Regions from separate parts of the Mus musculus genome. Here regions 1, 2 and 3 are each linked to region 4. The links are chromatin contacts, called in public HiChIP or PLAC-seq and promoter capture Hi-C maps. All regions are on one chromosome and are shown on one strand. Each heading gives the region's core, a stretch centred on a gene start, on an enhancer-like site or on the middle of the called end of the contact. The rest is flanking DNA. Distances are from core to core; before and after follow the strand shown. Region 1 holds the start of Ttll1 (tubulin tyrosine ligase-like 1). Region 2 holds the start of Arfgap3 (ADP-ribosylation factor GTPase activating protein 3). Region 3 holds the start of Pacsin2 (protein kinase C and casein kinase substrate in neurons 2). Region 4 holds the start of Srebf2 (sterol regulatory element binding factor 2).

Region 1 (3,166 bases), core at 436-2,935, 1.4 Mb before region 4:
AGCCGTGGGAGGAGCCTGTTGCTGCTTTGAAGATTTTTGTGCCTCGGAGGCTTTTGTGGTGCTCCGCTCAGGAACTACACAGCCTGTGTCTCAGGAAAGACACCTGAAATGGCCTCTGGTCCCCACACACACACACACGCACACACAGAGACACAGCAGCTCAGCACACATAAAACATACTGTCTGAGTCGGTCGTGGTGGCTCACGCCTTTAATCCCAGCACTTGGGAGGCAGAGGCAGGCGGATTTCTGAGTTCGAGGCCAGCCTGGTCTACAGAGTAAGTTCCAGGACAGCCAGGGCTACACAGAGAAACCCTGTCTCAAACAAACAAACAAAACAAAACAAAAAACAAACAAACAAAACAAAACATACCGTCTGGACAAATGCTTCAAATCCTTTGGGAGGGCCCCTTGTTGTCACTACATGCCGAATGAAATGTTCACATTACATTACAACTTCAGAAACACGAGTTAATCGTCATCTCTGATTTCTGGATGGCAAAGTGGAGTGTCAGTAGGAGACAATGGCTAACCCTGCCCCGCACCTGCTTGGCCTCCAGATGCCTAGCTCAGTCTGTCATCTTGTATCCTGTCTTTTTTTTTTTTTTTTTTGGACTTAATTTTCATTTTTAAATTTTATTCGTGTGTGTGTGTGTGTGTGTGTGTGTATGTTTAGCCTACACATATTTCAATGCACCATATGCGCAGTTAACAGAAGGTTGTGAGCCACTATGTGGGTGCTGGGTATTGCCCTTCTTTGGAAGAGAAGTCAGTGCTCTTAACTGCCAAGCCATCTCTCCAGTCCTATTTTTATGTTTTTATCATGCGTGTGTGCACGAATGTTTTTTACATGTGTGCAGGGGCCCATGGAGGCCATTGGCTTCCGGTTTCTGATCCCGAGTTGGAGTTACATGCAGGTGGTTGTGGGGAGCCTGGCATGGGTGCTGGGAACTGAACGTGGGTCCTATGCAATAACACAGCACGTTTTTTTAAACCTCTGAGCCAATTTCCAGATTCTTTTTTTTTTTGGTTTGTTGGTTTTTTTTTTTTTGGTTTGTTTTTTGTTTTTGTTTTTCGAGACAGGGTTTCTCTGTGTAGCCCTGGCTGTCCCGGAACTCACTCTGTAGACCAGGCTGGCTTCGAACTCAGAAATCCGCCTGCTTCTGCCTCCCAAGTGCTGGGATTAAAGGCATGCGCCACCACTACCCGGCTTCACTAATTTCTTAATAACATTTATTGTGTGTGGGCGTGGGGAGGGGGTGCGTTCAACATGGCACACGAGTGGAGATCAAAAGACTACTTGTAGGTATCTGTTCTCTCCATCCATCACATATGTAGGTCCCGGGAGTCGAACTGAGCTGATAAGGCTTGGCTGCAAGCACCTTTATCCGCTGGCCCTGGCCCTTACAACTCTCATTTCTGGCCCTGAAGGGTGCGCGGATAGGATACCTTGCGCTTTCTAGCCTCTAAGCGGTGGATAGATAACTCGCAGAAAAATACCGAGGCAGGAAAGAAGGTGTCACAACCATGGACAGAAAAAATAATCAGGAAGCAGTAGCGCCAGCGGTTTTCGCGTTCTCGGTTGCTAGGACACCTCTCCGGAAGTGGAGTGAGCAAGGCGGACTGGTTGCAGTAGAGAGGACGGGCGGGCGGGGTCTTGTGCGCCGTGGGCGTGGCCGCGCGTGGAGATTGCGCACGCGCAGGCGGGCTTGCCCGTGAAGGATCCGGGCGGTTTAGCTTCTGCTACCCAGTCCGTGTCTCCGCTGCTCAACGTCGTTTTCTCTGTTGATATCCTGGGACTTGCCTTGTGCCTTCAACTGCTGTAATTGCATCATTATCTTTCTTACCGGCTATTCTAGGTAGGCTTTCAGTGCATCCACAGCCTGTATTGTTTGAGGTGGCATCTGTTGGGGGAGGTTGGGGGGCGCCGCACCTGTACGGGGAGCTCAAGGCTGCTCTACTTGCTCCTCTGCAAGACTGCACCGACCCGAGATGTTGCCCTCTTTGTTAGGAGGGGGATCTGGGAGTTGTGGTCCTCTGTGGAGCCCGGGCGGGGTGGGGTGGGGGGGGGGTGTTGCAGGGACTGCGTCCTCAACTGGACGCAGGAAGTATAGCCTTGCAAACCAAGTTGGTCTTGGTAAAACAGGCTTTGTTTGGGAAACACTTAATGAGCATAAAACAGTGATGTCATATGGCGGCACAAAAAGAGAAGCCCTGCTGTGCTGTCAATGAATGGGAGATACTAGTAGACAGCCACTTTAGGTCATGGCACTGTCTACCTACAGTGGTGTGGAGAGGAGTGGAGGTCATGGATGTGCAGTATTATATACTATTTTCTTTATTTAAATAGTCTTCATTATTTAATTTTTAATTATGTGTATATGTTTGTGTCTCAGTGCGCGGGGGTGGGGGTGGGGGTGCACGTGAGTGTAAGTGCTGGTGGAAGCCAGAAGAGGGCGTATGGGAGCTCCTTGGAGCTGGAATTATATACAGAAGGTTGTGTGCTGAGTGCTGAGGACCAAACTTATGTCCTCCGCAAGAGCAGGACTGGGTCTTACAGCTGAGCCATCTCTCCAGCCATTTAGGTCTTATTTTCTTAGAGATAGCTTCCCCCCGCCCCTTTCATTGAAAGCTTGTTGGAAAAGAATATAGATACTGGGAATCCTGGTGTCGTCGTGACGTCACTGACCCTGATTTGTAAAAATGTCAAAGTGTGGGAAGCAGGGACCTTGCTTTCTGAGGCTGGACACAGAAGGGTGATGAGACTCTGGTGAGTTCTCATCTTGCTGTTCCTAGGAAGGCTGCCTTGACTCCTGTCTGCGGCTGTGATCACAGCAGAGGTTGAAGCTCTTTGGAGTACTCCAACAAGCAAGTGTTCTGAGCTGCCCATCTTCCCCCGAGTCGCATTCTGCATGTTCCTAGGAAGCCAGGTCTTTATAGGTGATTGTTGCTGGTTTCTCCACCATGGAGGGCTGGGCTTCCTCTCATTCACTGACTGGCTTGAGTAGCACTTATCTGCTCCTCCACAGAGGGAATTTATTTGGGGGTTTCATGTAGCTCCGGGCTGGCCTGGAATTCCCTATGTAGCTGAGGATGACCTTAGATTTTTGATCCCCTTGCCTCTGTTTCCCAAGCACTGGGATTGCAAGCCAGTGCCACCATGCAGG
Region 2 (3,430 bases), core at 468-2,967, 1.2 Mb before region 4:
TTCCCAAATCCAGAGATTAGAAAGGTTACATCACTATACCAGTATAGCTGTTTTCCTAACTCCTATGAACTATCCATATATATATATATATTTTTTTTTGAACGAAGATAGGAAGATCATTCAAATGGTGAGGGTTGTCTGCAGCAGCAACATGCTGTTCCTAAAGACTGCACATTTCCTAACCTTGGAAAAGGCCCAGCTCTGGGTTGATGAATACACAGCCTGAGGCATCTACCAGGCCTGAGATGGCAAACATGGCACTGGCGGGCCTTGCCTTTCCTCTTTTTTTCTCCTTGCTAAGAACCGTTAGATTACATTCCTAAAGCTAGCCACCAAGGTTTGTTACGCTATTTGTCCACTTCCTGAGGCTAACATACTAAGGTCCAGCTATCAAAATCCACCCCCTACCTTGGTTCACCTAATTAGCATGCCCCATAAAATAAACTTATCCTAAAGGGGTTTCTTCTTTTACCTTTATGAACTGCCATTTGCCAATACGCCAAGGCTGTCTCTTCTCTATCCAGAAGCAGTCCTTTGTCCCTCTGGAGCAAATAACCCGTCCCCCTCTCCCTCCTTTTCACTTCTTCCTCTTGCTCTATCTCCTGTCTTTGTCTCTTATTCCCTGCCCTTTTGTCACTCTGCTGAGAACTTTGTGTGTCTTGTGCCAGTTCCTGTCCTTGTACAGCCTATATGAGGTCCCAACTTGACACCAAGACCGTTTTCAGAACATCCCTGAAGCTGCAGTGCTGCTCTGGTCAACATATTTCATCTCCAACTCCTTCATACAGGTGAATGCTAGGAAGTGCCTACAGCAGCCCTGCTGGGAAGCAACCAGTTGAACTGGGACAGAAGCTGGGGCTTAGCACTTGATACCAAAACCTGTTTTTCTTCTATTATGCTCTACCTAAGGTCATGTTTGCCAGCTGCTCCACCCTGACCGCTGTAAAAGAGGCACCTGCTCCCAAGCTCAAACCTTCCAGCTACTAATATTATCCAAGGTTTAACTGGAGCCCCAAGCACTAAACACAGACTTGTTTCTGGTCTTTCTAGACTTCTCAGTTCTGACCCTGATAGAACTTGTTGCCTACAGGCAAGCACTCTCTCTCCGTGAACAGAACAGACTTTATAATTACAAGATTATCAAGCCAGTATGGCTTGGTGCAGACCTGTAATCTGAGCAGCAAGACGCTAAAACAGGAATATCTCCAGTTCAAGTCCAGCCTTGGACTACACAGTGTGCTCTAGGCCAGCCTGGGTTTCCCAGATGGGAGAGAGAAAAATGGGACAGCAGTTTCCTGTAGGTTATCACTCAGGGCTTGACTTTAGCTGAGAAAGAGTACAAACACACACTACTACTATGCAGGATCCATGAGGATGAGACCTGCTGGCTCTCCCATCCTGAGGGATAGGTGTGAGACTGGCCACGGGCCGGCAACGGTATGCTGGTGAGTCCGGTGGGTAAGCCCGATGCTCCCTGCGCAAAGCCTGGGGTTCCTATCCCACACTGCAGGACCCTAACTAACGCTGAGATCTGGGGAAGGTTTGCGGAGGGGTGGGAGTTGTCCGAGCGTCCGCGCATGCGCCTGCCGCGCCCGACTTCGAAATTGGAACCCGGAGAAACCAGTGGCGCCGAGGGACCTCACCGAGTGAAGGAGAACGGCGCGTGCGCCCGCTTGTGGGCGGAGCCTGGGCGCGGCAGGGGCGGGGCTTGTCGTCACGCGCAGCCCCGCCCCTCGGTCTCCGGGAGGCGGCAACCGCTACTCCTTGTCTCTTCCCGGTTGTCGGGGACTGCTTCACCTCAGTTCTCAGTGACTATGGGGGACCCCAGCAAGCAGGACATCCTGGCCATCTTCAAGCGCCTGCGCTCGGTGCCCACTAACAAGGTAACGGCCGCAGGCGGGCTTGGGACCCCGCGGCCCGCCGGACCCCGGTGTGGCCGCGGCCGTGGGAGGAGCCGCCCGGCCTGTGACACGTCGCACTGTGGGCCTGGCAGCCGCCGCTCCCCAACCTTCGTCAGCAAGGGGAGGAAAAGGGGGCGCCCACCAGGGGCTTAGCGCCTGGGGCACAGGGACATGGGCATCCGGAGGATGTCCAGGACTAAAAGGCAGAGAGCCTGGGGTCACAGGACTGGGGCATGGACATCTGGGATGTCTAGCATCCTAGGGCAGAGCGTCTGGGGTCACAGGGGGGGCTGGGACATGGACAGTTGGGGTGTCCGCCACCAGAGGCCAGAACACCTGGGGATAGACAGAAGACTGGGGCATGGACATCTGGAACAGGAGACCAGTGCATTTCATGGCAGAGAGAGGACTGGGGTATGGACCTCTAGGAGTGTCCAGGTTACCCAGACGCCAGACTACCTGGGGGCTTAGAGAGAAGGCTAGTTCATAGCATCTAGGGGTGTCTAGGGGTCTGGAGAACAGAGCACCTTGACCCAGAAGCACAGACATGGTAGGGTGGAGGAAACAGATGTTGGAAGTGTGTAGCTGGGCTCTGAGAAGGCTGGTGAGGCAGAGTTCACTCCTTCTGGCCTCTGTGAACAAAGGTAAAAATCCCAGCCACCTAGACCCAGGGGTCAGAACTCTAAGTGGTGCTAAGTTCTGGGAAAGAAGGGCTTCTCCCCCCACCATGGACCTTGTCTTGAGTGTTCTTCAGGGCTGGGGACCTGTTGGATTTTTGTCACCATTGTCCTTCGGTGGCAGCCTGTTTCCCAGTCCAGTAGAGCTAAGGTTCTCTTCCCTGGTTGCCAGCTCTCTGGGTTCCTGAGGAAGCTCACTAAAACTCACGTTCATCCCTCTGTAGGTTGAGGTCTGTCCCTACAATTTTTTTCTTCCCCTTATGTGACCCCCCCCACACACACACACACACAGACCCCACCCCCAACCACTGGGCCTCATAACTTTTAGCATGTGGCTGGCAGTGTTGTTTTGATACACAGGGTTAAGGTGTCTACTTCCTTAGGATGACGGAGTAGGGTGGAACCCGAGGAGTGCAAAGGGCTGTCGTGTCACTGTGGACTCTCCCCACCCCTCTCCAAGTTCCATCTGGTTGCCACCTTCACCTCTGAGGAACCATCTGTTAATGGGCACAGCCGTGATTACAGAGTCCTGCATGGCTGGCATAGAAAGTTCCAACATGTCACAAAATTCAGGCTTTTTTTTTTTTTAATGTCTTGATGGTGGAAGGGAGCCCTAGGTTTTTATAGCCTTATGATGAAGGAAATGGTTAAATGGGGGTGATAATGTCAGGTGGGTATAAGGAAGAAGAGCTGGCTTCCAGCCACTGCATTGTCCAGTGTCTGTCACTTGCTGGTTTCTTGTTTTTTGTTTATTTTTTTCAGATTTAGATTGATCTGTGTGTAGCAAGGACTTGCTTCTTACCACACAAGGTTGGATCTCCAGCTGGCAGGCTGGGAAAGTGCGTATGCTGC
Region 3 (3,242 bases), core at 9-2,508, 1.3 Mb before region 4:
ACCACTATGTCCAGCCTGAAAACTGGACTTCCTGTGTAGCTGGGGATGACCTTGAACTCCTGACCCTCCTGTTCTACCTTCCAAGTGCTACCTACTACATCTGCCTTTTCTGTTTTGTTTTGTTTGCAGGGAGGTTGAGGCAGGGTCTTACTATATATTCCAGGCTGACCTTACCTTTTTTTCTTTCTTTCTTCCAATTACTCGGTTGCGTAGGCTGCCTGGAGCTCTCAGCCATTCTCCTGTATCCGCCTCTTGAGTACTGGGATTACAGACACTAGCCACTGTCTGCCACCATTTACTCTTTACTCCATACAGTTCCCAGAAAGTTACCTGCTGTCAGTTTCTCAGACCCTCACCCACGCATCGCTTACTGTCCTCCTGGCCGGGACTGTGTGAGGTAGTGCTCAGCGAGGTATTAGCCGTTTTGGCTCATTATTTCTCTTTGCTCATAGGGCCAACCTCCTATCTGGCAGCGCTATGTGAGAAGCAGAAAGTCTGTATATTGTCTGGTGCTCTGATGGCCATATCGGCATCCTCTGGAGGGAAGTCTCTCCACCCCACTTCCTCTTCTTTTTTGTGTTTTTGGTTAGCCTGTAACACACTATGTAGACCACAGTGGCCATGAACGCAGAGATCCACCTGCCTCTGCCTCCTGAGTGCTGGGATTAAACGCGTGCGCCACCATCCCTGGCTTGGAGGAAACTTTCTTTAAAAAAAAAAAAAAATTGTGTGTATGAGTGTTAGCATGTCTGTACCTCGTGCGTGCCTGGTACCAACAAAGGCCAGAAGAGGGCGTCAGACAGATAACCCTCCAACTGGAATTTCAGATCAGGGTAAGCCTCTACGTACTAGGTACTTGGAATGGAATCCGGGTCCTCTAGAAAAGTAGCAATTTCTCCAGATCCGAGGAAACTTTCTCAAAGTCCACCTTATCTGAATTATAGATCAGGGACCGCAGTTGTTCTGGGTGCTAGGGAAACCACAAAACTCTGGCCCACTTTAAAAAAAAGTCCTTTAGTCCCGGTCCTTTGGGCGTCTCCCAGGGAGTGACCCGTGTTGGCCTCTCAGCGGCTTAAGTAGTAGCTCCTCGTTTGACTGACAGGAAAGGCCGCTAATGCTAGCCCAAGGTAGTTCCTTTAGCTTCTGGGGGGGCGTGCCGCCTCCGCTTTAGACTATCCAATCTGGAGCGCCGCTGGGCCGAAGGGCGGGGTCTGGATGCAGGCAACCAATAGGGCGAGCACAGCGGGCGCGGCGGGGGCGGCGCGGTCGCGGCTGGCGGCAGAAGCGGCTGCGGCGGGTCTGGGCAGGGCCGGGGAGCTCGGTTGGAGCGGAACGGGAAGGGGTCGGAGTCGCAGCCCGGCCGGGGCGGCGTGCTCAGTGGGACCCGAGGCGAACGGCGGCCGAGGTGAGGGGTGCGCCGCGACGGTTGGGACACGGGTCGGTGGCCGCGCCTACCCCTGTCAGGCCGCGCTGGGGCCGAGCGCGCGGGGCCGCGCCGCTCGAAACTTCTAGTCCGCGCGCGGGGGGCCACGCGCCGGCGGGCGGAGCCCGGGAGGCCCGAAGGGCGGCCGGAGCGGACGAGTCCCACGCGGACGCACTCATGGGGCGCTTTGCAGACTCTTGCCTTCCATTTCCGTCCTCCCCACACTCTGTGACCGCCGTGGTGAGAGCCAAGCCTGACCGGTGAACACGAACTAGGGGTGTGAGGCGAGACAGGAAAGGCTGCATGCTGTCCTTTTTGACTTTCATAGTTTTCGAGACTCAGTGGATCCGAATCGTCAATTCCCTCCTACCTCCCGTGGGGGCTCTAGAGCCGCGTTCTCTTCTCTTCCCAAAGACCCCAGGCTTGCGGACCCCCTCTGAGAAGGTCCACTTTTCTTTTTTTCCAGGAGTGGATCCAGAGGAGCTGGCTAGGGATCTCAAGGCCTTAGAGGTTAGACCTGGAAGTAGACACGCCCCAGGGGTGCTGCGTTCTTGTTGGCCCCTTGAGGGAAGATAGTTTTGGTCCGGGCTGTGTGCACCATCCCTGGCCCTTGTCGGCTTCCCTTGACCGCAGCTGTCCTTAGGTTTAGTGATGAAGGGGGAGTAGGTTGCTGACAGTCTCCAGGGCTACTCATTAGCGGTTTAGCAAAAACACTTCTGCACTGTCCTGATGTAAATCTATTTAATCCCGAGTTGTGGACGTGAGCTCACACCTTCCTACCCCCTGCAGGTTTTCCACTTTGCTTAAGTTCTGGTCTTGCACCTCTGGGATTGTCAGCTTGGAGCCCCTGGTGAAGGGATCAGCCAGGTGAACTGGGTTCTGTGTTAGCCTCCCTCTTCCGTCCCTGGGCGCTCAGATTCACTTTTCCACAGAAGTCCGGATTTGAGAGTTAGCGTAGTTGGGGGTTCTCCTGACTTTCCTGGAACACTCTAGTCTGTGCATTTACACTGAACTGTAGAGTTTGGCAGTCTCCTTGGTGAAGCTATGCTACTTTAGCCGTGAGGCCACTACATGAAAAACTTGTGTGATGTGTGCAGTTTAGAGGCTTTAAAGAAACTGATCATTGGGCTGATGGATATTTATTACTTGGGAAAGTAGCTGAGCACAGAGGAGTAGCTGACTGATTAGATCTGCTCTCTCTGTGCAGGATTTTTAAAGACTCATTGGACTAGAAATGGTATTTTAGTTCATGCTGTTTGGGGAGCTAGGGTTTGTTATTTCCAACCATAATAATTAGTGTAAAAGTGTGTGTATGTAAGAAACACATCTAAGTTTCCATGTTGTCTGGTAGAGAGAGGTGCCATTGGCTTTTCCGTAGTCCTCAGTGCCAGTACAGGTTTCTAATGGCCAGGCATTTCTAGGGGGAAGATAGGGGGTTGCCCTTAGTTTTAAGGGGTTTGTTTTGGACGCAGGGTCTCACTGAGTAGGCCAGGTTGGCTTGGACTTTTCAGAGATCTGCCTGCCCCTGCCTCTTGAGGGCTGAGATTGAAGGTGTATTACACCGTACCTGGCCACCCTTAATCTTTTTATTCTTTTCTTTTACCTGAAAGTCCATGCTGATGGGTTAAGGCCTGATTCTTAGGCTTCCTGGTTCTGAAAGGGGGGGGGTCATCACTCGGTTGTTACGGATGTTATGGACTATCAAATAACAGTAATAAAATTGCTAACTGTTGTGGCATCGTGTGAAGCATACGTGAGTGCTCTATGGCCAGCTTCACCTGAAACCAACCGCTCAGCTGACTCTGGCCTGCCTTATCTA
Region 4 (3,515 bases), core at 1,010-3,509:
GGGCTGTTCTCGGTGCAAAGAACAGAGGGAAGAAAAAGAAAGGTGGTTTGTCCCCTTGTCCCGTCGTACCACGCCCCCCGCCCCTCCAGTAACCTGCTCAGGAGAACAGAGGGTTCAGGGGACACTTCCAACTAGCCCGGTGTCCTTAGCTTTGTTCAACTGGTTCTTCTTGTCTTTTAAGGTCAATGGCTATCTCCTTGGTGTGATCTTTCTGGTAAACTAGCCTTCAAGGAAGCTTTCCCACCTCTGACTTGCACTTGCTGCCCTAGGCACATACAAAACCCCAGGTGGTCCTAAAATTTTCCGTGAGACTTAGCAATCTATAAGGTTAATATTAACCGCTAAGATGATTTAATAGACTGAAAACGCAGACAAATAAAGATCATTATAAAATGTAAGTACAAAAAAAAAAAAAAAAAAAAAAAGACCAAGATGAATTTTCTCTTGTACCTGCTGGCAGGCAGTTTTAGACATCCTTACTGACTAGGGAACCCTGGGTATGCTAATGAACAGCGCTGGGCTTCAGTCCCAACAACGGTGAGGGGAGATGGCCAGTCTGACATCCATCTTTATCTGACAGGGCTGTGATAAGTATTGGGAACCTGTGTGAGTGCTTAACACTTTTATCTTGTACCTGGGTGCTCAAAACACTTTAGCCACTCCCACGTTCCAAGGAGTAACCCCTCCCATTCGTTAACCTATCTTAGTGTTTAGCGATCCTTGGTGGAAGAATCTGTGGTTAAAAGTGGAACTTCCAATACACGGGCTTGTCACACTGTCTGGATGACCAAAATGAGAAGTAAGGGCGAACCCTAAGGGAAAAATGCTACAAAATGCTACAAAAGCAAAACAGGCACCTGGCCAACACCTTCTTTAAACAACTGTTGTCACTCCTTTCTCCACGAGAGAACCTTCTACCTGCTTCTTCGCCTGCGAAGCGAGGATGTGGCCATCACATCTGCCTGCAAGGTTCTAGATTCTAGGTGTAGTAACATTCCATAAACTGAGTCACTGCCTAGGAGTTCTGGACTCTCTAAAGTAAGTGACCTTAAACGACACCTCCGGCAAAACTGAGCGATACCCAATTCAGCGGGATTGAATAAATGAACTAACGCAAAGTATTTGGGACTGAGAACTTCAGAAGAGCCCTGACTACTGAGAATGACTTAATTACTAGCCTATTTTTCTTAAAGGTGGAGTGGAAAGAAACTAATAGTGGCTCAGAAACAGAAAGAACTGGGCTTTGTTAACCAGCATGATGACCGCGGGCAAGTCTGGGACCCTCTCCAAACCTTCCTTCCCGTGGCTGAAAAGTGAGAGAATTTTAAGAGAGGTTCCCTGGGCTCCTACCAGTTCTTCCACTTCGCTGTTAAGGCCGCCGAAACAAAGGCCACCAGCTCCCTAGTCTGTACCCGAGGGGCCACAACTCAAAATTCTTGCTGCTCAACTCCCTTTGCAGTGCGACAGCAGGAGCGCCCGGGTCTCCATCCAAGGCCGCCGCACTCTGCGGTCTCTGTCCACTCCATCAGTAACTTGCTTTTTGCAGCTGTTGCCCAAAGTTTTCCAGAGCGCCCGCAGACCCGGCTGTCAGTCAATCCCGAAAAGAGCGGGGGCGTGGGGGAGCCGAGCCCGGGAGCGCAGTCCGGGAAATCCCGAAGCCGCTCCAGTGGCCAGGCAGGGAGTGACAGGTGCGACGCGGGACGCCGGCGAAGACCGGACAAACCAGAGCGCGTGTGGGCGCGCGAGGGAGGCAGCCGCCTCGCTTTCTCCTCTGGCGGCACTCGCGACGCCCCCAGCCCCGCTTCGGGCCCCGCGGCGCCCACGACTCCTCAGCCACCGGGAGCCCTGCGTCACGACCCGGGCTCAGACTCTGGAGCCAGAAGAACTGGGAACCTCCCGGGCAGCCCGGCCCCCGCGGGTTCCTTCCCGCGCACGCCGGGGCGATCGCGGGGTGGGCGCACGCGCACCCGCGAGCGCCGCCGTAACCCCTTCCTCCCCGCGCGCCCCCCGCACTCCCACCCAGCCGCCGCCACTCACCGTCGATGTCCCCGAGAGTCAGCTCATCGCCCAGCTCCGTGAGGGTCTCCATGGTCTCCAGAACGCCCAGCTCGCTGCTCTCATCCATCGCCCAGCTTGGCGCAGAGTCCCCCGTGAGGTCCAGCTCAGGGAGACGCGGAGGCGGTACCGCCGCCACCGCCCATGACACCCGACAGCCCCCACCTGGTACCGCCTCACCGCCCCGTGCCAACCGCCGCCATGTTTGAGCTGCGCCCCGACTCCACGGAAGGGGCGGGGCAGAATTCCCCCGCCCCGGGCCGCGCCCACTGCAGCCCCGCCCCGAGCCTCCGCACCCCCAAGTTTGTTGTCAATGGGACCAGGCTTGCATTAGCCAATCGGCGCGCGAAGCGGCTCATGGGGTGATGGTGCGTCATCGATCAGCAGCTCAGATTTGCATAGCGGGACTCCGCCCCTCACGGCATCCAAGCGCCAGCGGAGAGTAGCCGCCGGGTCCTCGTCCCAGCCTTCTTCTGGCTTAAAGGAGCCGCTACTTTTCCGTTGGATCAGCTCCAGGAGCAACTTTGTCGAGAGCCCGGAAATAGAAGGGTTAACGCACCGCTGTCCGGCGCTACCTTCTACCACCGCCCCCTTTACTCTAGGAGCACATTACGTCATCTCCCCAGTTGCCTCTTCCCTCCCCCTAGCTCTGGGTAGAATCATAGTACCCTAACATTCTGGGATAGGCTATCCAGACCCTAAGTCACACTTATCCCATCCGAGACTTAACAGGGTCTTGAGATCACCTGAGTATTGTGAACATTTTACAACTGGCCCTCAATTTTGGGAAACCTCGATCATTCTAAGGCCTTCAGACAAGGTCATTTGTTCAATGGTCTCTCCAGGTGAGGCCCCACTCCTGCAGTCACCTCACTGCATCATCTTACAGGTAGTCGGTCACACTGCACACAAAGGTGCACGCTTCCAAGAACTTATCCGAAGAAACAAAAAGATTAGTGTTCCGAGGAATGCTATTAAGTACATGTATTCAAAGACATTCATCACAAAGTTCTCTAACGGGAAAACAGTAACACAGTAAGGCATCAGGTACATAAATTACCTCCAAACAGTAGAATATCAGGGCATCGTTAAAAAAAAGAAATGCTGGAATGGACATCTGAGAAAGGACCTAAGTGTATACTGAGAGGAAGAAGGTTTTCATGGCATACATAGGAAGAGCTTCTTGTGAGTCTGAGGCAGTTGTTCTTAGGGGGTCAGAGCTGAAGGCTCTGTGGGGAGACCTGCATATCCAATAAGCCACTTCCTGCTCCTGGGCTGGCTAAGCAACTGTTTGCTGATAAGCCTGGTTTGTCATCTTTAAAACAGCACAAGACCACAGTTGTCATTGTCACATTTATTTGATTTCCGTGGCAAGCAAACAGCTCTTAACTTCTGGGATGAAGTGTTCCAGCAGGCTCTGAGGGGGAAAGGGTCTCCAGTGAAGGTATTGCAGCTCTGAG

The links. Promoter capture Hi-C pulls out the DNA fragments that hold promoters and counts their contacts. HiChIP or PLAC-seq counts read pairs in DNA pulled down with a chosen protein or histone mark.
Region 1: an H3K4me3 HiChIP or PLAC-seq map of forebrain shows a contact between it and region 4, with 5 times the contacts expected there. The contact joins the promoter of Ttll1 here to the promoter of Srebf2 in region 4. A contact is called at or near these places in 3 of 39 promoter capture datasets (the 3T3-L1 cell line, hippocampal neurons and pre-B cells) and 4 of 115 datasets of contacts at active chromatin or transcription factors (embryonic forebrain, embryonic hindbrain, embryonic stem cells and 1 more).
Region 2: a contact with region 4 is called in an HNF4G HiChIP or PLAC-seq map of pancreatic cancer cells. The contact joins the promoter of Arfgap3 here to the promoter of Srebf2 in region 4. A contact is called at or near these places in 7 of 39 promoter capture datasets (the 3T3-L1 cell line, the HPC-7 cell line, hematopoietic stem and progenitor cells and 4 more), 1 of 115 datasets of contacts at active chromatin or transcription factors (pancreatic cancer cells) and 1 of 9 other capture datasets (embryonic stem cells).
Region 3: a promoter capture Hi-C map of embryonic stem cells shows a contact between it and region 4, with 3 times the contacts expected there. The contact joins the promoter of Pacsin2 here to the promoter of Srebf2 in region 4. A contact is called at or near these places in 5 of 39 promoter capture datasets (cranial neural crest, embryonic stem cells, hippocampal neurons and 2 more) and 2 of 115 datasets of contacts at active chromatin or transcription factors (extraembryonic endoderm stem cells and pancreatic cancer cells).

What each region holds. Positions count from the first base shown.
Region 1 is chr15:83,509,426-83,512,591 of GRCm38.p6, reverse strand. It overlaps Ttll1 (tubulin tyrosine ligase-like 1), which reads left to right and starts at 1,685. Exons shown (of 12, transcript NM_178869.4): 1 at 1,685-1,858.
Region 2 is chr15:83,348,534-83,351,963 of GRCm38.p6, reverse strand. It overlaps Arfgap3 (ADP-ribosylation factor GTPase activating protein 3), which reads left to right and starts at 1,717. Exons shown (of 16, transcript NM_001357756.1): 1 at 1,717-1,883. The coding sequence starts at 1,815.
Region 3 is chr15:83,462,622-83,465,863 of GRCm38.p6, reverse strand. Pacsin2 (protein kinase C and casein kinase substrate in neurons 2) reads left to right here and starts at 1,258. Exons shown (of 11, transcript NM_001159509.1): 1 at 1,258-1,405.
Region 4 is chr15:82,146,013-82,149,527 of GRCm38.p6, reverse strand. It overlaps Srebf2 (sterol regulatory element binding factor 2), which reads right to left and starts at 2,259. Exons shown (of 19, transcript NM_033218.1): 1 at 2,038-2,259. The coding sequence starts at 2,125.